Linked DNA regions of Mus musculus: region 1 is linked to region 2. A link is a contact called in public HiChIP or PLAC-seq data. All regions are on one chromosome and are shown on one strand. The core of a region is the stretch at or near the end of the contact, and the rest is flanking DNA. Distances in the headings are between cores, read along the strand shown. Region 1 overlaps Macrod2 (mono-ADP ribosylhydrolase 2). Region 2 overlaps Macrod2 (mono-ADP ribosylhydrolase 2).

What was found. HiChIP or PLAC-seq counts read pairs in DNA pulled down with a chosen protein or histone mark.
Region 1: a FOXA1 HiChIP or PLAC-seq map of pancreatic cancer cells shows a contact between it and region 2. The contact joins two enhancer-like sites. A contact is called at or near these places in 1 of 484 Hi-C or Micro-C datasets (stem cell-derived neural progenitor cells) and 1 of 115 datasets of contacts at active chromatin or transcription factors (pancreatic cancer cells).

The regions. Positions count from the first base shown.
Region 1 is chr2:140,817,462-140,824,017 of GRCm38.p6, forward strand. The region is part of intron 3 of Macrod2 (mono-ADP ribosylhydrolase 2); the gene reads left to right. Among named protein-coding and RNA genes, the nearest start is that of Flrt3, 150 kb to the left of the region's middle. Within about 2 kb of position 2,085, at least 22 of the 459 cell types and tissues checked have an H3K27ac peak or open chromatin away from gene starts, as enhancers often do. A contact at or near this core is called in pancreatic cancer cells, where this site is marked.
Region 2 is chr2:141,270,005-141,277,156 of GRCm38.p6, forward strand. The region is part of intron 5 of Macrod2 (mono-ADP ribosylhydrolase 2); the gene reads left to right. Among named protein-coding and RNA genes, the nearest start is that of Gm25583, 370 kb to the right of the region's middle. Within about 2 kb of position 1,962, at least 29 of the 459 cell types and tissues checked have an H3K27ac peak or open chromatin away from gene starts, as enhancers often do. A contact at or near this core is called in pancreatic cancer cells, where this site is marked.

The DNA of each region.
Region 1 (6,556 bases), core at 835-3,334, 450 kb before region 2:
CCATCACTGCCCCCCCTTCTTGGTCACCTCTTCCCACAATCCTTCCCCCATCCCCTTTTGCTTCTACTTTGAATGGGTGGGCCCCTTTTGGATATCCCCCACCACCCTGGCATTCAAGTCTCTGTGAGGCTAGGCACTTCCTCTCCCATTGAGGCCAGATAGGCAGCTCAGCTAGAAGAACATATCCCACATACAGGTAACAGCTTCTGGGGTAGCCCCTGCTCCAGTTGTTCTGGATTCATATGAAGACCAAGCAGCACATCTGATACATATGTGCAGGGAGGCCTAGGTTCATCCCATGCATGTTCTCTGGTTGGTGGATCAGACTCTGAGAGCCCCCCAAGGGTCCAGGTTAGTTGACTCTGCTGGTATTCTGTGGAGTTCCTATACCTTCCAGGGCCCACAATTACTGTTCTTTTTCTCCTCCTCCTCCTCCTCCTCTTTCCAGATTGACTGGTTTTATTGAAACAAATTAGCCAGCCCCCCTAAAATGTATGTATATAAGGGTACATGGTCAAACTTACAGTTAATTAACTAAACGTGTATCATATACTCTCGGATAGAAACATACTTTAGTTTTCAAATGAAAATTGGTTTATCATCAAAAGCTTTCTTGTCAAATACAAGTTAAAATAACTGTTTGCTTCTTGTATTAGTATAGCTATAATACATTTGAACTTATGCCTCCTCTACCTCATTTAGAAATGCTGTCCATTAATTGTTTGGAAAACCCAAGATTGGGCTACTCAAGTAATCCCATTTTTGTAACGGAGCCAGTATTATCATTACGGAAATTACAATTGATCCAGAACATACTGTCAAGAGGGTGAGGCTGGCGTAGGGATGAGCATGCTGCACTGGCTGATTTTGTGTTAGCTGCCTTCATTATGGAATGTTAGGAGCTGCCTGCTAACGCTTCTGTTCTCTTCATCATCAACTTAGTGATCTTCAGTACAGTGGTATTCAGTTGACTTTGTGCATACTACCTGTATACTTTTGAACTTGGGGTACACATAGACATGTATACAGATGCTTGCACACATGTAATAGTAGTGAGAAGATGATAGCATTAAGCATTCAAATTGATTTTACTGCTTGTCCTCCTGTCTAGTTCTAGACAAGTGTCTCAACAATACTGGGTCTTCTTGTGCTTCCTTTCCTTTTTCCTTTTTCCTTTTTCCTTTTTCCTTTTTCCTTTTTCCTTTTTCCTTTTTCCTTTTTCCTTTTTCCTTTTTCCTTTTTCCTTTTTCCTTTTTCCTTTTTCCTTTTTCCTTTTTCCTTTTTCCTTTTTCCTTTCCTTTCCTTTCCTTTCCTTTCCTTTCCTTCTTTCCTTTCCTTTCCTTTCTTTTCCCTTCCCTTCCCTTCCCTTCCCCTTCCCCTTCCCCTTCCCTCCCCTCCCCTCCTCTTTCCCTCCTCTTCCCTTTCTTTTCTTTTCTTTTCTTTCTCCCTTCATCCTCCTCCTCCTCTTCCTCCTTTCCTCCTCCTCCTCCTCCTCCTCCTCCTCCTCCTCCTCCTCCTCCTCCTCCTCCTCCTCCTTCTCCATCTTCTTCTACAAAGAAGGGATTGGGTCAATTAAGCATTCTCCAAGGTTACTGAGCACCCAGAGTTAGCCTGTGAGGAAAGCTGACAAAACAGGCAGCTGTATCTCCTTCTGTGCACTTCAGTCAGGATTATTCTGTTCTGTATTATTACATTTTGTTAACAATTCCAAGCAACTCTTGTAATTCGTGGTGCCTTTGCACATCTTTATCAGCTTCTGTAGGGACTTTTGTGTTGTACTTTCGGCTTCATAGTAATTTCCATCTTCTTCAAGCCATACAGACTCTGGAATAATCAATGGCTCCTTTGACTTCTGCAGTAAGAATAAAATATAAAGCATTCATCATGTGTCTCTACTTGCTTTCTACATGTGAAGCACTTAAGCCTGTTCTTAATTTTCTTTTTGTCAGCTTCAAAGCAGGAAATCATACTGTTGGCCCTACCTTCTGGCACTCTGTAGAATTTGCCTGGAAGGTGTAAATCTAGTAAAGTATAAGCTAAGGGCTTTTGCCAAACTGATGGCTGCATTCGTCTCTGTGGCTTGCATTTCCACAGATGTCAGTGGTTTTGGTCACCCCTGATATGAAGCTGTGTGTTCTAGAGGCAGACACGTGCTTGGGGTTTCATTTTATTTTTTCAGCACTTCCTACTCTGAACTTCAAAGCACAGGAAATAAAAATGAATGTCATTATAAAGGGTGACATTTCTTTTATAATAGCATGTTTTGAATGAAATTGTTATTCTAAGTAGAGCTCCTGGGAAAGTTGTTGCCAACAATAATTTTTGACATCTCACATGCTCCATTGTAATAAGAAATAAGAATAAATAAACAGAGCTAGGTGGTCAGGATTCTGTTCAGATTAAAACAAGTATAATTTCCTGTGTAATATGATGAAAAGCAAACAAAAGCCCTGTGCAAACACTTCTGTTGAATGTTTAAAGACTGGTCTCCCAGACTGTTGCTTGTTTGACAAGATAGTTTAGGGTGAGTTAGAAATGAGGTAAGAAAACAAATAACTGTGGAGATAAGAGACTTGATTCTTTCAGACTCATGTAAGAAACATTCACATGATTTTTAGAAAGTGCTGCTGAGGCTGGAGAGATGGCTCAGTGGTTAAGATCACTAGCTGCTGCTCCTCAGTTCCCAGCACTCAAATGGCAGTTAACAACTGTTTGCATTGCCAGTCCCAGAGAATCTGGCACACTCTTCTGACTTTTGTGGGCATCAAGCACACATATGATACACAGACACATAAGTAAGTGAATAAACAAATAAAAATTTAAATTAATATTGAGAAGATGGTTCAGTGGGTAGAGATGCTTACAGTTGAGTCTGACTATCCTGATTTGATTTCAGGGACTCAGTAGGAGGAGGGAACCAATGCCCTCAAATTGTTCATTAACCAACACAAGCCTGTACCCTGCCCCTGGTTCTAAATAATAGCAAAATATGTAGAGTAAATATGTTTACTCTAAAGAATGAATGTGAATAGTTGGATAAGATTATGGACAGGGTTTTATTGCAGAGAGCAGATGATACTGAGTGGTCTTGGATCCAGAAATAAAAGCTCAATGTGGCTACTGTGGTATTAATGTTGCTGCCTTCCATCACCCTGACCAAAACCTTAAACCATGCATAGTGCACTTTGCACTGGGTGTCCGTTTTCTCCAGAATCTTTCTCAGATGAGAAAGATTACAGTTAGTTTTTTATTAGTGAGTCAGAAGAATTTTAATCTTGGTCTCCGTACCTGGGTGATTGTTTTCTGGCAGAAGATAAGTGAAATAAAGGTGACCGGCTCATGTCCACCAGTTATTTAGTAACTGATATGGAATTAACATCTAGGTGGATTATCTTCCAATGTTTTCATGATTTGTCCCAAAAGTCTGATTATAAGCTTTTGTATTTTAATTTCTTTTGTTACTAATCACTTCTAAAGGAAACATGCACACCATGTACTATTTAGAAGTTTTTAAAGGAAGAAAGTAGTTTTATATCAATTTTATTTTAAAGTTGTGGATTATTGGAAATCACCATATTCTTTTGTTACTTAGGATGATTAGCCCAAGAAAGGATGGCTTACAATGTACTGCTTATGTTTTTGGTTTAATACATTGTGAATATTTACACATATAAAAACATGGTAAGTTTCATTAAATATTTTAAATTGGGGTTCAAAAGGAACAGGAAACTCCTCCAATCATTAGATTCGATCATTTATATAGTGTGCAGGTTAGCGTTCTGTCAATTTAATACAACCTAGGATCTTCTGGGAAGAGGGAACCTTAGTTGATAAAATGCCTCCATGCAACTGGCCTGTAGGACGATTGCTGTGGGATGCCCCAGACCAATGTGAGTGATGCCACTAATGGCAAATGTTTAGGAGATCAAGCTGAGCAAACCGTGTAGAGTAAGTCCTCCAAGGTCTCTGCTTTAGTTCCTGCCTCCAGGTTCCTGCATTGACCTCCTGCCCTGACTTTCCCACCATGATATGACTACTGGGTCATATTAACCAAATAACTCTTTCCTTCTCAAGTTGCTTTAGGTAGCAAGCCCCCCCCCCACACACACACATATTTGCAAGAAACAGTTTTTCTTATTTATATTCAAATTTTTAATGTCATGAGCACTGAGACTGTCTATCCAATGGAATCAAGTTATTTTGTTTGGACAAAACAATGAAAACACAGATCTTTCCAATTGCAGTGGTTCCTGTGAGCTGTGCATTTATTCAACCTTTGAGATAACTATTGTAACTTCAGTTTTGCTCCCCAAACTTGTAATAAATTAGTCATTTTATTTTAGATTGTTTGGAATGTGCTGGCTAGTAAGCAGGCACACAGAGAAGTTCCTAAGTCTTACTACAGAAGCATCAGGTTCATGTTTGTATTATTGTTTTGTCCTGCCTCCTGTCCCACAACCATGATGCTCTAGGAATAGCCCAGAACAGGATCACCAGTCATCCTGGCAAGACATTTTGAAGGCTCTAGAAATATATTTCATATGTTTTAAATAATAAGCATTTCAAATAAACTTTAAGAGCTTTGAAATAAGCCTTGGGTTTAGAGATAAGTCTGGCCAAAGATTGGATCTTCTAAATTTTAGAAAATAAGTACTTTTTATATCAAGTGAGAATTAACTAAATCTGTCAATTACCTCACAATTTAAAACATGTATTTAGAAATAATTTGGTACAGAAGTAGCCACTAAGTTCAGATCTTATTTTCAAGGAGCTTCTTATTTAATTGGGATATATATTAATTTATTAGAAATAATTAAGGAGAATCTTGAACCCACAAAAACCATTTTCATTTTCTTAAAATGGAAGAAATATTAATTTGTCTGCCTAGTGACTGTTAGATAGTAGTTGAAGTGTTTTGTGGAGGCAAAGTCATATTAGAAGTCACAATAAAATTTTACTTTGTATATTTTTGGCAATTTTACTGAAGAAAATGACTTCTACATTAGTGTTACAGATAGGTTCATCTAGACATGAACACACATTGATATAAAATGACTTGATGGTTGGCAAGGATAAGGAGTGTAAATCCTACACCTACTCTACTCATCTACTGGACAAGTGCCTGGTTAAACAGATGGGCTCTGGATGGGGCTCTCGAAACCTACAACTTCCACCTTTATCGATGAATGTTAGATGAAAAATAGACTCCAACCCGTTATTGTGTTCCTTGGCACAAATGATGGTCTCAGTAAAGAACTATTGCTTATTTTTTAAATTTATTGTTGGAGATACATTTTTCCCTTATGAATGAATATATGAAAATTGGCAGATGGAATGTCAGGTTCCTGGAAAAAATCATAGACAGGGAGGTCATTCTCAGTTCAATAGGGTGGTTGGGGAAGCAGGTTTGTGGAGTGCCATGTGATTTTATAAAGGATTTGAGGAACTGGCTGGAGTAACCAGGAGATATGGGTTGACCATGTAATTCATCTTCCAGGGAAGAGGAGACAAATGAGGATTCTCGTCACTGTATTCAGGCTCCAGCAGCAAACTGACCTTCTCAGGGCTGGACCTGGGCAAGATGTTAAGCTGTGGTTCGTGTTTGTGTAATACCACTTCTTTTCAGGGTGACTCCAAAGGGGTCTGGACGTGAGCAGAAGGATGGAATCAAGCAGAGTTGAGTTTCTGGTTCATTAGTGGCACATCTATTCTGCCTGTGTTTTTGAGAAGGCACTGAGGGGAGGAAGAGCCACCATAAGATAGCTCTATACTTGGAAGGCCACATGAGACAGAGTTTGATGGTCTGATATTGACATAATGAAAGGACCTTCCAAGGCATTTGCTCTGTATGCATTTTCATGATACTCCCTTTAGTGTTGGAGTAATTAGTAAGCCATCACACATTTAGTCTAACTGAACAATGAATATGAGCACATGTCCTCCACACGATCCATTATTTATTGATTGAATTATTAATGCTAATGACTAATAACATTTATTCCTCTTAGGTTATGGCAATGCATGATTTATGGAATTCACATAAAAATTCAAGCGAAAGACTTATGTTTCCTAAACAATCTATTTAATCTTTTGTTAACTCAGTTTTCTACACACACACACACACACACACACACACACACACACACACAAAAGGAGGACGCTTTTGGTTACCACCTGGTTTCATAATATTGCTGAATATGTTTTTAGAACATGCATAAACAGTGCCTATAATATACAAGTATATGGAATAAAGTTCAGTGCAGTATGTTGAGGTATTGATAGTGAGCCTAGGATTAAATGTAAGAGCCATCTCTTTAGTCCATGCAGTGGATGCTGAATTCTAACTTAGGGTTATGTTTGTACATACATAAGTATCACATTCTTTATTATTGCAGCCAGTCATCTGCAATGCAACCTTCAAAAATGGTTACTTCTTAAGTGCAGCTCAAGTGGATTTTTCTTTAATTGTGCTCATTGACCATTTCTTCTATGGATACCAGGCATTCTGATTCCTCTCTGTGACCCTCTGGTATTTCTTTCCTATCTTTAACATTCT
Region 2 (7,152 bases), core at 712-3,211:
CTTTGTGGGTATCTACACCAACGTGGCATATACACAAAGAGACACAAGATTGAACCCATAATTTAAAATACTAACAATGAATATTTTAAAGAAATCATTAAATTAAAATTTGTCTATGATTAGGACAGAATTCCTAACAACTTCTGAGGTGCCCACAAATGTATCTCTGCCATTTTGTCACCACTCTTATGTAAGCATCGTTCATAGAATGGATAGATGATTTTAAAATTAAAATCGACGAACTCTGAAAACTTATCTTATAGCATCTGATAATTAGCCAAGGTGTGTTTATCAGAAAATAGACACACACTTCCAAGTTGTTAGTATGCAGATTTTTTCTGTAAAAACATTAAGATGAAACGTGTACCCAAAGTATCATTTGTTTAAGAAGCGCTGATCTCTGCCATCTTGTTTTAGTGTAATGTAGGGTTTGTGAGCGTATATTATTCCCAGCATGCATCTCTGCAGTCTGTGTCTGGGACTTCTGCATTAATTTCAGTGCTTTAATTTCTTTGCAATGGAGTCAAATACAATTTATTTTAAAAAAAGAAAAGTGAAGGATAGTTTAAGAGACTGAAAGAATACGATGACTACAATTCCTATCCTGGGGCAAAGATGTGGGCACAAAATTTTATACTAAACACTTGTGAAATACCTCATGACAGCTAGACATGGTCACCTTCAGCCTATTTGTGAAGGTAATTATGAACTCTCATGAGGTTCTAAAATGGTTTCAGAGTAAAATTCCAGGTGGCTAATTGGAGAATGTGGGGATTTTTCTTTAACATGCTAGGAATATCAAGAAAACCCAACTGTGATACCAACCTCTTCTTTATTTCTTCCTCCTTTTATTTGCTCTACCTTCAGTGTTCTGTGCTTACTTCCTCCTCTTTTTCTGATTTCCATACTTTCTCTTTTCATTGTTTTCTTCCTCCAGATCCAATCTTCCCTCCTCCATTCTCATTACTAGTCTTGCTTCTGTTGAGTTAATTTTAAATTTCTTCATCTCTTTACTATTGTTTATTATTGTTGTTCTTGGTGTGTGTGTGTGTGTGTGTGTGTGTGTGTACTAGTTCACATGTGCCACAGTACATATGTGGAGGTCAGATAACAACTTCTGGAACTTAGTCCTTTCCTACTATGGGTTTCCGGGATCAAAGTTGGGTTGTGATGAGTGGTGTGCCCATTTCCTCAATCCCTGCTTACCCCTTTCTTCACCTACTACAAGAACATGTTCAAGCTACAAAGTCATAAAACTATTGAATGTAGTTGGGAAATAAAACTAAGAAAAATTAGGGACCTTTTTTACCCAAATGTGAATAGTTTCCTTTGGCTGACATGTATTCTTGGGACAAACATATTAGAAGGTGATCAACACCCAGGTCCAACAGAGTTCTTTCATCTGGAACTTATAGCTAGTGAATTAAGACTTGGTCAAAGATTATGTGATAGCTAGTTTAAATTTGGAGTTAAAATTGAGAACTTATTCTGCTCATTCTCCCCCCTCAAGTGAAGTGAGCCCAGAGAACGGAATGACGGACATGTGGGCCTCTAGTAAATGAGGTCACGCTATGTGTAGTACTTCAGTATTCAAGCTTCCATCTGAAAGTGGGTGTCAGGGAGAAACTGATTGCTGCAGTGGCTGAGGGCGGCTCCAGACTCTCCTGCAGCTGTCAGCAGTGCCCTGCTCTGCCCTTCCTTCCACCTCCTCCTGATAATCTGTTACTCAGGGGAAAGAGACCTGGGAGAGTGAAGTGACTCATTAATCTATTAGGCAACAGGACTCTGGGGTTTGACTCAAGCAGATCACAATGCCATCATCCTGGTTTCCTTGGCACCTCAGAGGCACAGGAAACCTGGGATTTGAAAGTCGTGAATTCAGTATTGACAGGGGGGGTGCAGAGAATGCCACTGGTGTTGGGCTGAAACAGGCATGCTGATTATGTAACAGATTCCAGCACACTTCCCACTGGTGGTGGGTTTGACTGACATTTTATGGGCCTTATTACTCTTGAAACTAACACTAAAAATGCCATGACAAGCTCAAGATGGAAATATGAACACAGAATCCTCTCCCTGCTGAACTAGAAAATGCCTTTTTGTAATCCTTCCCCGAAGAAGTTTCCTGGGCAGGGGGCTCTACTCACATGATTTAGAGTGATCAGTTTCCTGTGTGTCCTACAGGAAACTTGAGGATCTCGAGATAGAGCAACACTGCACAGTTTTGTCCACAGAACTTCTCTTTAGACACACATGCTGACTTTTGAAGTATCGAGTAAGATGCAGAAGACATCAATGGCTTGATATGTACTGTGTTTACAGGATGGATTTAGTGTTTTCTTGAGGATAATTTCCTGGTAGTGGGAGTTCATCATTTTAACAGTATAGAAACAGAGATGCAGCAGAAATTTCTCATTAGGGGATGCAAGATGATTTGCTTTTCTGATTACAACAGTTTGTTTTTATTGAATTGTTGCCTTTCCTTGAGGGAATCAGAATAGCCAAAACTCAGAGTTAGAATGCCAACCCCTCCAGTTTTCTCCTTTGTTCATACAGCACAAGGTGTGAGTTAGGTGCCATGCCCACCATCATCTTGGCTTCTGAGTCCTATCTGTACTGTTATATAATTAATAGTAACAATAACACAATGGGAATAAGAATTGGAATTACAGAATCCTTTATACTTTTGAACTCAGGCAGTGTTTCCACAAACACTCTGCTTTACATTAGTGTTATTATTTGTTTATGTTTTAAGATCAACCTAAATATAAAACATGGATGGAGTTGGTTTGCTTGTAATGTTCTCCCAAATTGAATGCCCTCTGCCCTTTAAACATGTCTTCCAGTGAAGCTTGTGTCGGGGCGGCTAGCACACACCGAAAGATCTCTTTGTTGAAGGAAGTTCTATGAAGGAACTGTGGTGTGAAAATCATGTTTCTTTTCATTAAGGATTGAGGGATGTGGGGTCAGAAATCACCTTGAGGTGCAGGCAAAGGGCTCATTTTTTTTTTTCTTTTTTGGAAGTACACATTCATTGTTGGCAAAGCATAAGTGGTTTTTGATAGAACTATTTTTGTGTATAAATTACTATAAATGGGCAACAGATGTTTGTGTTTAAGGGGCTTCCTTGGATTGGTCAGCAAGATAAGAATGCATGTGGGGACAGTTAAGGAGCAGCTGGTGTCAATTTAAAGGAAAGATGTCTTATCCTTCTCTGTCTTGGTCAGTCTGAGAATAGCAACCTCAGTGTGTGAAGTTATCGGTTCAGTGGCGATATAATATCCTGACTGGTTGGTTAGAGAAATCGACCAGTAACAGCACAATGAAAATGCCAGCTATTGGAGTCAAGCTCCCTTGGCGTTTCCTTAAGTGCTCTTACTAGATATGTAGTCTCATTCTCTTCAGTCTTAGGTATGGCTGATTTCAGATGATGCATTCTAATAATTTGATTACAAAGGTGATAAATGTTATCCTGTATAAAATAACGCATGGCTAGAGTCTTTCTGGAAGTATGGCTATGATTATGTTATTTAGACATTTTCTAACATTAAAATATGGAAAGGCAATCATGGTGGGATATAATCCTGCTGTATTTCAGGAGGTAGGTATTCATGTGAATGGCAAGGGAAAAGCCTCCTACACCCATTGCCTATTATGGATTATGTGATAAAACTAATTTGGACATTGGTTATGTATAAGGTAAAGACTTGTAAGACAAAATCCTACAGACCTTTATTTTGTATGGCATGGTTTTCAATCCCACAAGCAGTAAATTTATTGGTGGAATTAAAGCTACTGATGGAATTATTTTTGAATCTGCCTTTTGATGGCAGACTGTGTTTTTCCTTGTGTTAATTTCTTTTTAATTGAGTTAAGTCAGATTGTGTGTTGCACTAATTTCAAGTCTATGGAAGTTGTATGACCACCTTCAATCAAGAAAGAGAACATGGTCAACATCCCAGGATCCCCCTCCCCTGCTGCCTCTTCTCCTTTCATTCTCTCCACATGAGCAGCCACTATTCTGGGTCAGGTCATATAGGTAGGACACAGAAAACTATAATTAACTCTAGTCTTTCTCCAAAGCTCTTATATGAAATGCCACTTCACTTTTTAAATTCAATTAAAAGATTTGTTTATTTTATGTATATGAGGGTGTGGCTTATTTTAAGTATATGAGGGTATGTCTGTTCACCATTTATGTGCCTGGTGCCCAGGGAGATCAGAAGAATGCCTCTGAAACCCTGAACATGACATTATGAATGGTTGTGAGCAACTATGTAGATGCTAGCAATTGAATCCAGGTCTTCTGCAAGAAGAACAAGCTGTTAACTTCTGAGCATACTTTCCAGCCTTAGAAATGCCCCTTTAAAATACTCCAGATAACAGTGGTTAGCACAGCCGGATCAGGTGACTAGTTTAACCACAATGTTTGGTTTGCAAACAGGGTTACCAAAAAAGCAAACTAGTGGTTACACTTTGGCTATCCTCATGTCACGTGGAGTCCCACAGTTCCTTTTCTGTTGTGAACTATTTTGCCCAATAAAACATTTAAAATGTATCCATACTGCTTCACACACAAGTTACTCCTCTTTATTCCTGCATAGGGTCCCATTTATGTATAGATCAATATTTATACCTCCATTCATCTGTTTGGTGGGCATTTGAGTTTTTCTTTTTCATAATTTTTACTGTTGGAAGCAAAGCTGAGAAAAGTATTCTTGCACATGTTTTCTTGTGAACAGTTGTGTTCATTTCTCATAGATACCTGTGAGGACTTGCATTGCTAGGTGATAATACGGCTTAGAAATTTTAGCATTCTACAGGGTGTGTGCTGGTATTCACTGTGGTTTTAATTTGCATGTGCTTGAAAAGAATGGGACTGAATCTTTTTCCATATCACTATCAGCCATTTGGATCTTCTCTCTGCAAATAATTTCCCAAGCCTTCTGCTCGTTTCACCATTGGATGCTTTCCTTCTCTGTTTTTAATAATTTATGCATTGCAATGTAAATCCATTGTCTCCGGTAGACTGAATCATCCTTTGGATTGAATGGTCACTTCACCATACTTTAAAAAATTCCTATATAGCCCAAGCTAGACTCAGACTTGCTATAGTCCTGCCCCATACTCCCTACCCAACATCACTCCACTCTCCTAGTTTGCAGTGAACAGAAAAATTGAGTACATTGGATTTCAATCAGGTTTTCTTTTTAACAACTTATGACTATCTATGACCTGCTCACGGAGTCGATAGTCTTCTGCTGTCTTGTTTTTCACATTTACTTTCTGTGACTGTGATTTTTTAAACTCCTGTAAGAAGTTTTGGACTATTGTGTTTATTTTGTTCTTAATAGCAGAAATTTGAGCAAGACACAGTCAAGATCCTCATTACTAAAAGCAATGACAACTTTGCAATAAATGCTAAGCTGTCTTTTCTCTAGGATGGTTATAAGTGTTAACATGATGTTCATGGAAATGTTTGGAGCATTGTCATTGTTTATACTGTTGTGTTATCACATTTTCAGTCTTATTAAGGCTATGTACACCGACCTCTTACTTTCCTGGCAAGTGGATGTCAGTAACTGTAACTTTGAAGTTGTCATAGCTGAGACCTGGAATGATTGGGTAGGATGTTTGCCTTGACTGTTGCCAACTACAAGCTTTCTCTATACATAACATCAGTACGTGTGTTTAATAATGATGAAACTTTTCAAATGTTTATGATTCACTCCTAAAGGCATTTAGCTTTTAAAAAGCCATCCACGTACTCAAATAATCACGTTCTTTAAATGTGCATTGAAATACCTCATCTTCTGTAATGCCCTCACATTCTCCACATGACGTGCTTCCTTCCCAGTATGTCCTTCTAGTTACTAGAATTGTTTAGATCTTAATTCAAAGGTCCTCAGTCCTTATGGCTTATTAATACAACTTTGAGGAGCCTATAAAAGTCGCACTGCTCAACTTATAACTTTGGGGCTTCTTTAGATTATAGCTAAGCATTAATAATGCAAGAATATTCTTAGATGTAGCTGATGGTCTTAGTAGGAGACAGTTTATGAACCACTGAATTTATTGGCATGGTGGTGCATGCCTTTAAACCACCCCTCTTCACTCAGAGGCAGACATATTTTTGTGTGTTCCAGGCCAGGTAGTCTACAAATAATTTCCACTACAGCTGGCTGTAGCAGAGAAACCATGTCTTGAAAAAATACATCTTCCTACCTCCCTACCCCTGCACAAACAACCACTAGATTCAATTTACAAAACAAATCAGTATTCCAATCACATGACTAATCTGCTGGCCACTGTCATCTCACTGGTCCTCAGATCTGCTACCTCTTGTCTGGATATTCATATTCTGATTCTTTTATTAATGTACTAAACTCTATAGAACACATGGACTGACTGGATGTTTTCTGAGCTCTTCTCAGAAGGATACAATAGCTCCTTCAATATGAACATTCAACTAACTTTCACTAGAAGGTATGTGACATCCAAGTGTGTAAACATGTCAAAAGAGAAAGATTTGGGAGTGAAACCTGGGAGCAAATAAAAATCATCTTGGAATTATTCACTCAGCCAGAAAATCGGGTTATACAATTATGACACGTACCTCTAGTTCCTATAGTGAACTCTCATAGGCATAGAAAAGAATTTGCTGAAACATCAAATTATCAGTAGTTGTCACATTGAGCTTCTCAGTGATTTAATGCTCTTCTGTTTGGCTAACTGAGTATTGCACTTTCTTTTATGATAAACTATTGAATTTTCTAAAGAAGCAATTTAGAAGCATAACACAACAAAGAAACATTCATTTAGCAGAGATTGGTGATGCTACTTTTACTCTTGACTAGGCTAAACATAAACAGGGGTCTCAGAAGAAAAAAAAACATAAGACATTTTGTTTTTAAACATCGGATCTTAGGTTCTTGTGGAACAGACAGGAATCCTCCATTAATATCCTCATGAAGTTTATGTTTCCTTGGAGTCCTGAGAAAAATATGTAAAGACATTAAGGATCATTGAGTATGTGGGATAATTTCTTATGATGTTAGTGACTTTGATTTTCCCCCTAAAGAAAACTTGAAAGGATTTAGCTTTGTAAAAGCTGCTTTTAACTTAAATATACACCTTTTATTTTGGAAGCAT